2 separate regions of the Gossypium hirsutum genome follow, and region 2 is linked to region 1. A link is a contact called in public Hi-C data. All regions are on one chromosome and are shown on one strand. The core of a region is the stretch at or near the end of the contact, and the rest is flanking DNA. Distances in the headings are between cores, read along the strand shown. Region 1 holds the start of LOC107904342 (protein PIN-LIKES 3). Region 2 holds the start of LOC107904183 (protein PIN-LIKES 3).

Evidence for each region. A called contact is a pair of places that touch in the nucleus more often than the background predicts.
Region 2: a contact with region 1 is called in a Hi-C map of leaf, with 1.8 times the contacts expected there. The contact joins the enhancer-like site here to the promoter of LOC107904342 in region 1. A contact is called at or near these places in 3 of 34 Hi-C or Micro-C datasets (hypocotyl and leaf).

Annotation. Positions count from the first base shown.
Region 1 is chrA05:36,269,117-36,276,619 of Gossypium_hirsutum_v2.1, reverse strand. It overlaps LOC107904342 (protein PIN-LIKES 3), which reads left to right and starts at 2,043. Exons shown (of 11, transcript XM_016830680.2): 1 at 2,043-2,245.
Region 2 is chrA05:36,322,391-36,329,758 of Gossypium_hirsutum_v2.1, reverse strand. LOC107904183 (protein PIN-LIKES 3) reads left to right here and starts at 1,603. Exons shown (of 12, transcript XM_016830466.2): 1 at 1,603-2,092; 2 at 2,328-2,368; 3 at 2,513-2,679; 4 at 3,169-3,248; 5 at 3,342-3,466; 6 at 3,631-3,752; 7 at 3,848-4,054; 8 at 4,255-4,347; 9 at 4,432-4,532; 10 at 4,626-4,678; 11 at 4,804-4,989; 12 at 5,209-5,467. The coding sequence starts at 2,545. The coding sequence ends at 5,348. Within about 2 kb of position 5,943, at least 3 of the 9 cell types and tissues checked have an H3K27ac peak or open chromatin away from gene starts, as enhancers often do. A contact at or near this core is called in hypocotyl and leaf, where this site is marked.

The sequences.
Region 1 (7,503 bases), core at 794-3,293:
AATATTTTGGTCATAACTTGAGCTACAAAACTTTATTTTAGGCCCATAATATACCATTTTGAAGGTAATTGAAAGATCTATCTAAAGTAGCTTTATGAGTCAAGCCCAAAAAAAGTCAAGAAGGTGTCTAAAAATGACCTAGAAGTTTGACGCAAAAATCTACCAAATTTTTTTTTATTTAATTCATTGCACTTTTTTTATTTTCTCCAATATGTGAGTTTTACCTTATAAATAGACAATATTAGGTTAATACCTAGGGGACAGCCGCTCTTAGTATTACTTTTTTGTGTTTACTTTATTTTGTAGATTGTTAAACTATTTTTCTAGTCACGAGGAACTTCAAAGTTTGATTCAAATAGTTTGTGAGATCTATTTGTTCTTAATCTTTTCTTTGTTATTTGGTATTTGCATGTTTTTTATTTTAATTACAAATATTTAGGTTTGTTGAATATAGAGCTCATATTTGATAACTTAAAATATTTGCCTTGTCAATTAGAAATGTTAAATCCCATGATTGTTTAATTGATTCAAATACTTGTGGCAAATAGCATGATTGTGTATGTTGACGTATGCAATTTATGTTGTGTGGACATGCGATCTATCTTAAATAAACCTCGTGTGTTTGTTGGTTAGAATTAGGTCTTTCAAGTTATTAATACTATCGGTAAGCTAAATCATTAGCGCTAAGTTATAGGGTTGTTTATTGATAAGAGATAATTTCAACAAGCTACCTCTTAATTATCAACGAGGTAAGAAGAAATTGATTGCTAGGTGCTAATACGGCTGCAACACTAAAAATTATCTTTACATTGATGATCAAACTTTTGGATCAAAACAGAGATTTTACTTTTTGGCGAGAACTTCGTCATATTGATTTTTCATCAACTTTTAATTGTTGCTTTCTTACTAAGTTTTAAATAAAATTTTTTAAATATCCCCGTCATTTTTATTGTGTTTATCTTTATTTAAAAAATAAAATTATCATCAATCTTCGTTAATTTGACTCTATTCACTACTATCTACAAATAAAAATTTAGTTTTACTAGATTTCAGGCCGAAAATTGATGAACAACCCAAGTCCTTGGAATAATTCCTTCCGAGATAATGCCACTTGGGAGTACTTGTTTGAGTTGCAAAAAAGCTTTCAAAGATTTTAAGCCTTGAGGTCAAGCTTGGTTTGAGAGGGATTTATTGTTTGAAGGAAAATTGCTAGTATTTGTTAGAATTAGTCAGATTCACGAAGATTGGCAGGAAAAGATTAATTAGTTTACATTTGATTTCCTGATATAAGTAGTTATTATATAACAACAGTAGGTGAAGCATGGATGAATATACTTGTTTTCTAAACTTTGCCTTCTTCTTTCTTAATTTGTATTAGCTTTCCTATGGAATCACAAGTTTGATGGTAAAACTCAAATAAAACTGATAAAGATTACACATGTTCAACATAGACACTACAATCTCAAAGCCCCATAATACTATCAAATATTACAAGATTCATTAAGTAATCGAAGTCAAACTAAAACTCTCTTATTTGTCCTTTTCCTTTTGAAACCAGAAAAGCAAAACGGGTGACATTGAGCTTCGTTGTACTTCCACTAAGTGACCATTAAAATTTTGGATTAGTGATCATGATGATGGGGTTTGTGAAAGTTTTTGATATTCTAGATTTAAATTCATCATTTTACTTTACTTTTATGTTAAAATTCACTTTTATAAATATATATATATAAGTTAGAATTTACCAAATAATATATTGATATATTTTATAATTAAATATGATTATATAAAAGAAATTAATGCGTTGCATAGTGAAATATTTCTATTAAATTACTGTTTTAGAAATTCAAGTTGAGTATAATATGATTTTATAATGCTAGTGAATGTGACATGGCACTTATTAAAGTAATCCATATAAAATATAACTAAAGTTACTAGAATATTTTTTCTTGAATTCCATAAAAAAAAGTATATATTAAATGTAAATTATTAACATTATATGAAATATCGTAGACATGATTATAGTATGACAGATTACACAAACCATCCATTTTATTTTACAGTTTTAAGCAAGTATCTATAAATGCTCAACTTTCTGCTGTTTTAGCTAATGGAATAAGTTGTTGGTATTTGAAATGCATGAGAAATTGTGCTTTGGTTTCCTATATATTCTAACCCTGCCTCCAAACGCATTGCTATATGATCAAAGGTCTCTGGAATTCTTGGCTTCACAACTTTACCAAAGGTATGTATGTGCATTTAATTAAAGATAGATGTTATTTCAATCTACTCCTTTCTTCTTTAGATTTATAAATTTATCAATATAATTATATTTAATATAATATTTTTATTGGAATATATTTGCCCTACCAAAGCTATGTATGTGCATTTAATTAAGATAGGTGTTCTTTCATTCTACTCTCTTTTTTCTTTAGATTTGTAATTCTAATTAATAAATTTATGAATCCAATATGTAGGATAGAGTCTCTCTCATAATAAATTTATCAATATAATCATATATATCATGAATAATATAATATTTCTATCGAAATATATTTGCTTAGGCAAAGTTATTGAACCTTATTAATAACTTTAATATTTATATTTAACATATTTATACATACGTGACTAAAATATATTTACTTATGCATACAACATATATTTTTATTAACTTAAAGTTAAGATATAAATAAATATCAACAATATTTTGAAAATATCAATAAATTCAAAATAATATATTAAAAAATAATATGCTCATCAATACTATAATTTATATCTTAATTCAACATTATTGATTTGATTAAACTAGAGATTGTAAAATTTAAACTGTCCAATGGAATTTTGATATGATATATTTCGAATGGAGTAAATTTTTTTTTTTTGAAAAGTGTGTGTGGAGTGGGATGGGTGGATTTTTTTCTTCTGGACAATGGGTATAGAACGATTATAGTAATGACTTCCCCTACCGCACTTCAATTTATTAAATTATCATTTTATCCTTATAAATATAAAACTATTAAAAGGATAAAAATGCATTATAAAAATTCATATATTTTATGTTTAAATATTTATTTGACTTTAAAGTATTAAAGATATGTAGCAAAATTAAATTAAATTGGAGCAAGATAAGATAAGGTGGAGCAGGGATAAATGCATCTAATATTTATAAAAGTGAAAATAATTTTTAAAATTATATACTTATATAGTAGAGTGAAGCATGTGGTGTAGCAAACATACTAATTGTGGAACGGTTGTGAATTCAACAACATCCTCCACTTTCCTCTATTGTCATCCGATTAAACACCCAAAATAAAAAATAAATGATTCGAAAACATCAACTACTTTGCGAATAAGAATAGCATAATCTTAATAAACCGTGATTCTTAGTGCATCCCATCTGCGTTTGCCGCCACTATATCCGTTGATATATAAATTCTAGCTGTTTCTACGTATTTTTATTTAATTAATTTTTAAAATAATTACTTTAAATAATATTTTTTATTTAAATTATGAAATATAATTAAAATATATTAATTTATTTAACAATTTAAATATTAATTTAAATATTTTTTTTCCGAATTCAATATAGTATATAATTTTATGTCATATAATTAATACAAACAATATTATTCAAAATAATAAATAAGCACAATATCATTTATTTTTATCATAAAAAAGTTATCATTATTAAAGCATTATAAACTCTTCAGTTATTGAATCATTATCAAGCAGTAGACAAGATGGCAGAACCATCAGCTACAGTTACGGATCAAAGCCATACGACTAGACTGCAAACCAACAAAAACATCAACACCACCCATAAGAACAGCCCAACCATACCAACAATCAGGTTAGGTGATAAAATCAAAAAAGCTATCATAACCCAGGTCACCATTAGCCAAGAATTATTTGAAACATTGGTTAAAGCTATTGTCTGACATCTAAATGACACATTTAAATCCTATCATCCCCTTCTCTCTCCTCCAGTATTGTAAGATTAGCATTAGCCAGTCCAAGTAGACTTGGATAAAGAGGAAAGCATCACACCTTGTGCATTGTCAAGTAGACTTTCAACAGCCGCAGGTCCAGGATTCCTGCAGGCAAAGCTGTCGACACACAGCAGGAAGATCATTTTGAACAGCTAGGTTCCAAAAATCACACCTTATTGACCATATGCAAAAGTCATAAAGTGAAGACCCAGACAAGAAAAAACAACACCTTATTGCACACTACAATAGGCGCCTTGAGTAGTGGTAGATTGGCTAAAGTGGAGTTTAACAAAGTTAATCTACCACCGTAAGACTGCACCGAGGCCTTCTACGATGCCAACCTTTTTTTTCTTATTTCTCAAGGATTGGATCTCACATTGCTATGGACATATTTTTAAGCCAAGTGAAAGACCCAGAAATTGATCGGTTGAGCAATAAATGATCGAAGCCCAATTTGAGGACTACATGAAAGCACTTCAAGATTCTCTTCATATTTACAATTTGACCTTCATCTGCCTCCCAAAAGACGATGACATCATCAGCCTATTGGGGGTGGGACATCAACCTAAGATACCGTAATTTCTAAAGAAGCAAATATCCCTTCTTCATTTAGTGAAATTTCAATTTCCATCTCTTTACTATATTCTTTATACTTTAATTTCACATACTTCAATTTTTCAACTTTTAGAATATCACTAGTTAATTCAATAGTCAAGATAATTAACTATTCTAGTTTAAAATGCTAACATGAATTTTTTTAAAAATATTATTTATATAGAAAAAAATTATTTCAACATGATAAGTTAAAATAAGTGTTTTCAGAAAAAAAATCCATGCTTAAAACAATCCATACTTAACATATATATATGAGCAAAAGGATATCACTTATCCAAATTAGTTATGTTTTGAATTCAAATAGTTTAGATATTTGATCTCATTACTAAAATTTGAGTTATTCATAACAATTAAATTTTTCGATATTCAAATCAAATATTCATTTATATATTTAAAGTTAGTGCTTAAACTTTAATATATATATTTTAAAACAATTAATTTCAATATTTTTAAGAATCTAATTAATAATCATCAATCCTACATTTGTGGAGCATTGTTAAGATAATGATTTTCACTCAACAATTTATTCAATACAACTATTGGCTTAAGCTCAATCTACCTTCTCATAATTTATAATTGCAACCCCAAAGTCAAACCCAAATTGTTATAAATCACTCTCCAAAAAATCCTTACTTTACATTCAATAAAAATATTCAAACAACACCTAAAAGAATGTCCAACATAACAACAAGAAAAACAGAACAAAGAACTCGACAAAGACACTTCAAAACTCATTAGTAGAGATGCTACACTACTGCCTATTTATGAGCCTCTTTAAGTGATCGTCTAACAGTGTTTTGATAAGCTTTAAACTCTCATTTAAAAGCTAAAATTATCTCATGAATTATATTTAGTAATTATCACACAAAAGACTTCATAAACAAGTCTTCTAACAACTTCAACACTCTCTTAAGAGATAAAATGAAGTCCTTCCATATTTTAAACTCTTCTCTTTCCTTAACAAAGGTTATCGAATGGATAATCTTAGACTCCCTATTTTGTACGAAATGCTCCTCATTTTCTAGTTTAATTAGATGTAATCAAATCCCATGTGACAATCAAACATGCCAACCAAAATTGTTGTTCTATCTGTTGTTTAAACATGAAATTTTGAAAAAACCAATTAGCAAATGAATACATGCCTCCCTTCAAGTACTCACACCAAGTCATTCTTTTGCATTATATACCAAGCCATGCAGACACAATTTTCATACCAAAATCAAGGCATCTATAGCAAATAAATTGAATTTTAATCGAAACAACCAACCAACAGCAACATCGACCATTAACATTTGCTAGCCATATAAGTCTCTCACCTTTTGACAAATATGTCAAAAGTGCTCCCCCTTGCTAAGAAATCTTCATTTATCAAGTCAATTTTTCAACCAAAGATGGCTTGTTTGTTACATTATGCTCTGTTCCACTTTTTGTTATAACAGAATTTGGGATAGAAGGATTTTCTTCATCGATTGACTCATATTCATATTTCCTTTAACATGTACTTTCATTCACCACTAGATCCTACTAGAAACCATTTAAAAAATTTGTCAAAACAAATTAAGTAACCATATCAAAATCATTTCAAAAGTACAATTTACACCGACCATAATTATAAACCAAAGTAGACAATATCATCAAATCAACATCATTACTCCCCTTTACTCTATTCATCCTCTATTAGCTTGTATCATGTTGTTTAGAGGAGATGAAATTAAAAGCTACCTCATCAGTAATAAGGGTTGTAGCTTGTGGAACAACAATAACCTTTTTCACGAAATCTAGATGAAGTTTGTTCAATGCTCAATAAATCTTCAATATGATCTTCATGTGTTGCAACTTCATGCTTCACATGGGCCTCAATAAATTGTTGATCTTTATAACTCAAATGTACTCGATCTTTTCTCATCCAAATCTATCTATGTTGTGGTCTCTATGTTCCTTTCACTGTTCTAATAGGTTTTGCAACTAAGTTAAACTTCTTCCAATTTCACATCATCTTAAAATAATGGGTTTAACATGTTCAACTTTCCCACAATTAGGGGTGTGCAAAACTCGATTCGACTCGAAAATATCGAAAAAAAATTGAATTTCAAGTTAAACAAATTGAGTTATTCGAATTAATCGAATTATTCGAGTCAACTCGAATTTTTTTCAAATTTTGAGTTTGAATCGAGTTTAGTTTTCGAATTCGAACAATTCAAATAAACTGAATACCAAACTATAATATTTTACATTTTTACCCAAACTCCCAAACCTCTTTACTTTCCCCTAAAACTTTTACTCCCTTCTCATCCCACCCTCCTTCTACCCCAAACACATTCCTCCCCCCCCCCCATTTCTTTTTGAATATTCCCCCCAAATTTTTTTTTATTTTCCCCCAAAACTTTTACTTCTCACCTTTTACCTCCAAATCAAAAATTAAAATCATTCAAAAAAAATCCTTAAACCTAAATAGTAATAATTTTATTTATATCTACTATTTACATTATTAAATTAAATTTCGCATTTTGTACTATTTATATTATCAAATTATTTAATCATATTGAATCTTTATAATTTTTTTGTTAAAATTGAATTATTGATGATGCTATAAAATATTTGTGTTAAAATTTTATGTTAGTATCAATTTCACATTTTATCTTTGAGATAACTTTTATTAAAAAAATCACATTTTTTTATATTTAATATATTTTTTAATTTCAAAATATATAGTGACAAGAATTAGAAATAATCGAAGCAACTACGCAAACAAATAAGCTAACTCACATATAAAACATTAATAAATAAATTATGAGAGGATGAAAGTTAATAACAAATTTGATTACGGTGGGTGATAGTGATTACAAGGACCCAAAATCAATTTTTTTTAATATAACTCAAACAATTATATTCGATTCGA
Region 2 (7,368 bases), core at 4,694-7,193, 49 kb before region 1:
AGGAAAAAAATGTTTATAATTTAAAAAAATTATTTTTTTTATTAATTTAATTTAAATTAAATTAAGTTAAAGAAAATAGTAGATATAAATGAATCTATAATAATATTTTATTATCTTTAAAATTTAATAACATAACATTATTTTATTAATACTATAGTTTTAATATAAGTTATTTTTTTATTATTATCATTATTCTAGTGGGCAAATATGACTTTAGCACATCTAGCATATATATATAGAGAGAGGGGGAAAATATAAAAAAATTATTTTAAACGTTAAAACAGTAAATTGTAAGACACGAAAAAAGAGCATTTATTAAACTTGTCCTGCTCTTTATTGTCCAATAAAGTAATTGTCCTACTCCATTGCTCACCTCCTTAATTTTGTTGTCTCTAACCTCTTTCAATTTAAATTATAGATTTATCATTATTATTATTTCTTTTCAATAACAGAATAATAAATCAGATTTTTCTTCTTAATTTTAAATTTTTTTCTTCTTAAAAATTTTAAATTTAACTAAAAATACTAAAAATCAAGAGTAAAAATATGATTTTTCATTCTTATATTAGAAAGGAATAAGGATGACGTGGAATCACACTTTTATACTATCCTTTCTTATATATTATATATATTTTCCTATAAAAAATCATAATGATCTTTGTATTAAAAATTAGATTTTATTTGGTCGTTTTTATTCAAAAAATAACAAAAATTATATACGTTAAATCAAAGTATAAATTAATTTTTTTTAAAATTGCATATATTTTAACTGTTAAAAATTTGTTCACGTATACCAACATGAGGCACACTAAGCTCACCACGTACAATTGTTTGGCTATTTTGTCTATTACACTAGTTTGTAATAGTAGAAATAGATGAAAATTTTAACAAAAATGACTATACTGGAATTAATTTGTCTATTTTTTATTAAGGAAGTAAAATGCAATCTAACTCTTAATAAAAGGATATTCGCAATACTTTTACTTATTTTTGCTCTTCTTTGTCAATATATATTAAGGTATAAGATAAATAAGAAAACATCTATTTCTTTGAAAATACACTATATAATATATATATATATCTACGTAGACAAGTTTTCTGAAGCTCAAACCATTTAAAACACATATGCCAACAACTAGGAACACAAGGTTGGAGTTAACCAACTATTCTCCACCTACCACCTTGTCTACAACAACTAGTCCATTTCATTAGTCTTATAGGAAGATATGGTTTGAGCACAATATTAATTCTAAAATTTGAATAAAATATTAATATTAATATTATGAGTTTATAATTCCATCTCTCCCTCAACTCAAATTTGTAAATTAAAAATTAAGGTGATATTTAATATAATAATAGTATATGAATTTATTTTTAATAAAGTAACAAATGTCATAAGTTTTCTTCTTTTCACTCAAGCGGTAGATGTAAAACCTCAAATAAATGCGGCCACATCAATCGCGCCTAAATACAGTAGATACACCAAATCTCCACTACGTGGTCCCTCTTACAAATATACCGACACGATTAAGACAATTTTCTTCAAAATCTTGGGACATGGGTATCATAAAATACAGCAAAACAATTTTTTTTATTTTTTTATAATATTATTCGATAGAATTATAAACCCGTACATGTTCCTATTCAATATTGAGACGCAAATAGCTTTATGATTTTCTAAAATGACTTGAATGTTGAAAAAACCTGTTATTGGATTTCATATCGGAGGGAAAATGAAAAACAACATCTTGTGTTGGGCATGTTCATCCGTATTTTAATGGTGTTTCAATCCTTTCTACTTTTTTTTTGTATTTTTGACGTATTTTTCATGAACCTACTGCATCAGAATCATAAAGATGCAAGAGAAAATGACTTATACAAAATAAATGTAGACTTGCGTTTTTCATTTGTTCTTCTCACTTGAAGCTAGAATTGAACCATTAGTCAATAATCAAATTTACATCCTCGATTGCGTCCTCGACTGTGATACTTTTTTTTTTTCCATTTATTGGTATTTCTTCAATCAACTAATACAGCAAAACCCAGATCCTAGAAAATTCATCTTCAGATTTTTCTAGAAAGTTGCCAACAGGTATTCTATACTCATCTTCCCTGCCATTTCTTTAATGAAATTTCCATTGCTTATAATAGTGTTTTCTTTCTTTAAGTTAAAGTTTATAATATTTACGTAAGAAAATACATTTTTTTTAATTTGCTTACCCTTTCCTGTTTTTCAAGTGAGTTTCCATACATACACATATAGGAATTGTGAAATTGTTTTGGTTAATTTTTCTCCGTATGCATCATCCCATTTGATCATTTTGTAGGTGGGATAGTTTGAAAGAAGCAAGTTCTAGACTTTTAAAAGGTTTGTCTTAATGTCAACTTGCTCTTTTGACTATTTTTATTAGTCATAATTGAACATATACTCTTATACTATTTCTGGGAAAAATCAAGTGCTTGTTCCATCTTAATAGATTGCTTCATTTTATCTTATTTATTTTTGGCTCAGGCAATCTTATTATAACAAGTTTTGAGTTCGCAATGGGATTCTTGGATCTGTTAGTTGTGGCATTGGTGCCAATTCTAAAAGTGTTACTGGTAACTGGTGTTGGTTTGTTTCTTGGCATAGAAAAGATCAACCTGTTGGGGCCGGAGGCAAGAGACTACTTGAATAAAGTAAGTAAATCCATTTTATTACTCCCATAAACTTGGAAAAACATTTACGTTAAAACCTATATTACCCGAATTCCGGGCTGAGTGTTGATTATGGGTCTTTTCCCTCTATACTCATGTCCAAATTTACCTTCACTATAAGTCTTAAATTCTTGTATTTCAATGGTTTTTTTTATTGGATTAACTCTTATTAGATATAATTGTATATGTAAAATTTTAATTTTGATTCATTTTTCATAAATTACTGATATTATTATCAATAATTTTACATTTACTTGATGTATACATAAAAATTATATTTATCAAATATGAAGTAATTGAATTTATTTGTTTTTCTAAAGATATGTAATTGGATCAAAATTAAAATTTCATGTATCAAATCAAATTAAAATTAATTTTTTTATGTATAATTATACCAAATTAAAATTAATGTATTATATTAAGAGTTAAAATAATGTTTTACAACTACATTTTTTCTTTGCTGATGTACAGATTGTATTCTATGTATTAAGTCCTTGCCTCTTACTCAGCAACTTGGCCGAGACGATCACTTACAAAAGTTTGGTTACCTTGTAATAAATCCAATTCCATTCAGATGATTTGTTGGGTTTTTTTTTTCTCTACTTGAAGCTAATTTTCTCAATCTGTTTCTTGTTTCTTTCAAGATGGTTCATGCCAGTCAATGTTCTTCTAACATTTCTCGTTGGCTCAGCTCTTGGTTGGATTCTTGCAAAACTAACTAAAACTCCTAGACACCTTCAAGGAATCGTCATCGGTTGTTGTTCCACAGGTTCGTTTTTCTTTCGAAACCAATGATTAGACTGTGGCTACAAAAAACAAGGGTCACTTCGTAAGACACAGTTTTCTCGACAGAAAAACAGTGAAGACGATATTCACCCTCCGAAGTGGACAATAATTTGTAATGGGGCACAGTCATGTATGTTGTATGTGCAGGAAACTTGGGAAACTTGCTTCTCATTGTTTTTCCAGACATATGCGATGAGTCAAATAGTCCATTTTCAAAGTTATCTACTTGCTCTACCGATGCCGAGGCATATGCTTCACTATCCATGGCAGTATGATCTCGGATTCGAATCTTTTCCATTTTTGAGTCGTGCATTCTAGCGATCTCGAATCTTCTTTTTCTGTTATGAAACCTTTCCATTTGTAGGTAGGAGCCATTTTTACTTGGGCATATGCGTATCCTTTGGTGAGCTCTTATGTTATTAAGAATACGGAGCACAGCTCTATCCAGTCCTCCGAACCATCTCCCGACAGTTGCACGGAACCGCTACTATCACCTAGTTATAGCCAAATTTCTGAAGACAACTCGGTGGTACTCGAACTGCCTCTAACTAATATGCAGGACGGAAAAAAGGTTTACTCTATTTCTATTTTGAAATTAACTAATATCCAGCTCAATTTGTCATGAGGCTCAGCTAGCGGTTGCGAAATAGGTTTCTGTAAAGCCATTGAGCCTTAAGAAGTGTATTCAATTTATTTATTTTCTTACCATATCATACTGATAGCTGATGCATTTATCCCTCAAATCATGAAAATGGTATACTTTTCGAGTAGATGTCATTCAAAGAGAAGATTGTTCGGTGTATAAAGTGCATTACGAGTAAGATCGACTTAGAGAAGGTGTTCGTACCATCGACTATTGCATCGGTATGTAGTTACATCGGTTAACAACATCTGCACCAGGCTCTTTGCATATCTTTCTTACCAATCATTATCATATTCTCTCTTCAGATAGCCGGGTTAATCATCGGGATAGTCTCTCCGTTCCGGAAAGTACTAATAGCAGACAATGCACCTCTTCGAGTAATCAATAGTTCAGCAGCTTTGATAGGGCATGTTCTAGTCCATAACTCTTCCGGATTCTAATGCAGGGAACTTGAGATGTCTTAAACTAAAAAGGATTTGCAATTCCATTTGATTTACAGGCAGGCAGCCATTCCATCAATGACCTTGATAATGGGGGCAAACCTTTTAAAAGGTTGTTTCAATGTTTTAACTTGTTTTGAAAAGTTTAATAATGTTGGATTTCATGACAAAGAGTAGATCTGTCTTACCTTGCTTGAATTAAAATCTTAATGAAGAGATGGTATTGGTTTTTGGCAGGTCTAAAAAGATCAGAAATGAGTTTGGTGGTGATTTTAGGGGTAGTTGCAGTTCGGAACATTTGCTTGCCATTGTTGGGGATCGGTGTTGTTCAAGCTGCACACCATTTGGGGGTGGTTGGATCAGATGCTTTATATCGATTTGTTCTAATGTTTCAATATGCTGTTCCCCCTGCAATCAATGTCGGTAAGATTACCACCTAATACAATCTTCATAATATATATATATTTTCTATTTTACCCAAACATATCTCCATATTCATATCTAAATCTGTCGATCTGAACCCATACCCAACATGTTTTGATCCAATATTGAATTCATTTGAAAGCAAGTGCTACATATACGGTTTGAGAATTATGATAGTTAATATGGTTGATGGTCTAATGTAATGAAGTAAATATGCAGGTACAATGACACAACTATTTAAAAGTGGACAAGGTGAAACATCTGTGATTTTGTTATGGTCATATTCTGTAGCTTCCATCTCTCTAACGCTTTGGTCAACACTGTACATGTCTCTTGTCTCTAATTCCTCTACCAAATAAGACTATATAATGCAAGTTAACTGTTGCTTGCATTCCAATTTTTAATTATCGACATTGTTATCTAAGCTTATATCAAAATCAAAATTAACTTAAATAATAGCATGATGATTTGAAAGTTATTTTTATCTTTTTACCAAATTCCTAAAAGAATTACCATTGCATTCTTACTATTCTAACTTATTTTTTTTAATGGATTTTCATTTTCCAAATTACCTTTCAAAAAATAATTTTCTTTACCTAAAAAATGTATAATAACCAAATTTTTTTCCAGATAAACTCAATTTTAGATTTTATATTGAATTTGGATTTGAATTGATTCCCATATTTGACTTATTTTATTTTTAATTTTAAAATTTAAAGTCTATTTGGTGGCTTTGTCTTCTACTTTCGATCTTAGCTTTAATTTTATTTTCAATTTATTTTACTTTTTTTTTGTATTGTTGGGCCTAAAAGTTTAAACACGAGTTTAAACACGAATATCTGCCTAACAGGCCACCAATATCAGCAGATTGAGCCCACTTGCCCACAACTCCTGTAATCACTGCCACTGCAGTGCACCATGGCCACCACCTACAGCAACTTATCCAGGCCCTAGCCTAGCACATTAGCAACCTCCTCAGCCTAACACTAGCCTAGGCCACCAAGCCCAGCCCACTTGCATCGCCCTAAGCCCCCTTCGACATTTACCGGCCCTAGCAGGCGACCCCTTCCCCACTTAACCACCCATGCACTGCTAATGTTAGCAGCCTAAGGTTATATTGGTTCGGTTTAATAGGCTTTTTCAGATTTTTTAAATGTACATCATAATTCGGTTCGATTTGATTCAATTTTTATTTTTTTCATATTGATAAAATAAATTTTATTTTATAATTTTTGAGTAATATTTGGCAAAACTTCAAAGTTTTTTTCATCAAATATTTCTAAAAAGTAATAATTTTTCAAGAAATTTTAAATCATTTTAAATACAAATATTTATTTTTATATTATAAAATAATTAAAATTAATTATATATTAAATACAAAATAAAATTAATTTAATTTTGAGTAACCATAATTTTTAAACTTACATTCTATAAATCGTCCAATTACCTTAATTCGGGTCAATTTTCATTTTGGTCGATTTTTTTTTCAACCTTATAGCAACCCTTAACCCTGCCTGCCATCAAAGAATATATGCCCCAAAGATGAAGGGATAGCACATGTGACTTATCAGATAATAAAGCAAAAAAACCGCAAATTGTAAAGGTTTTCTTTGATGTTACTATGAATAACTACCAAGTTGTTTACTAATAGGACAGAACTCATGGAATAAATAAGAGTTTGCAAAGGAATTTCATAGGCTGAATTATGAGGATAACAATGAGTTTTTGTTTTGAAAATAAGTCTATAAAATTTAGTGAGAATTTTACTTGATACTATTTTAAGTGTCTTAGAACATGTTTTTTTGTGATTGTCGTGTAAATTATTCCTATAACTTGTGATGCCATATTATCTTCTATTAAAAATATTATGCTTTGATTCATCATAAAATGAGTCACTGTTAGATAAATGCTTAAGGTATGATGTTTTAAGCATAACACATATCATATGGAGGATGAGCAATCCAAAGAGAATCTATCACTCTAAGATTGTGTTTAGCAGTACTTTTTAACAGTACTTTTTAACAAAAGGAATGCTCAACAAGCAACTTTTGAATGAGATTTTTTATTTTTCAAAAGAACTTTTCCCCGAATGGAGAAGTTAAAATTTTTTAGCTTTTCTCTCCCAAAAGCACTTTAGATAGCTTAATAATGTTTTCACCCCTCCAACAAATGATATTTCCTTCTTTGGTTAATTGCTTAAAAAATATTTTAAATTTATTTTTCATATATTAAAATATTAACAAATTATAATAAATTATTTTCTATATTCTTATTGAGATCATAATATTAACTAATTTAAACATTATTTAAATGCTTATTTGTTACTTTATAACACCATGTCTAAAATTGATATTTTATTTCTCAAAAGTATTTTTTGAC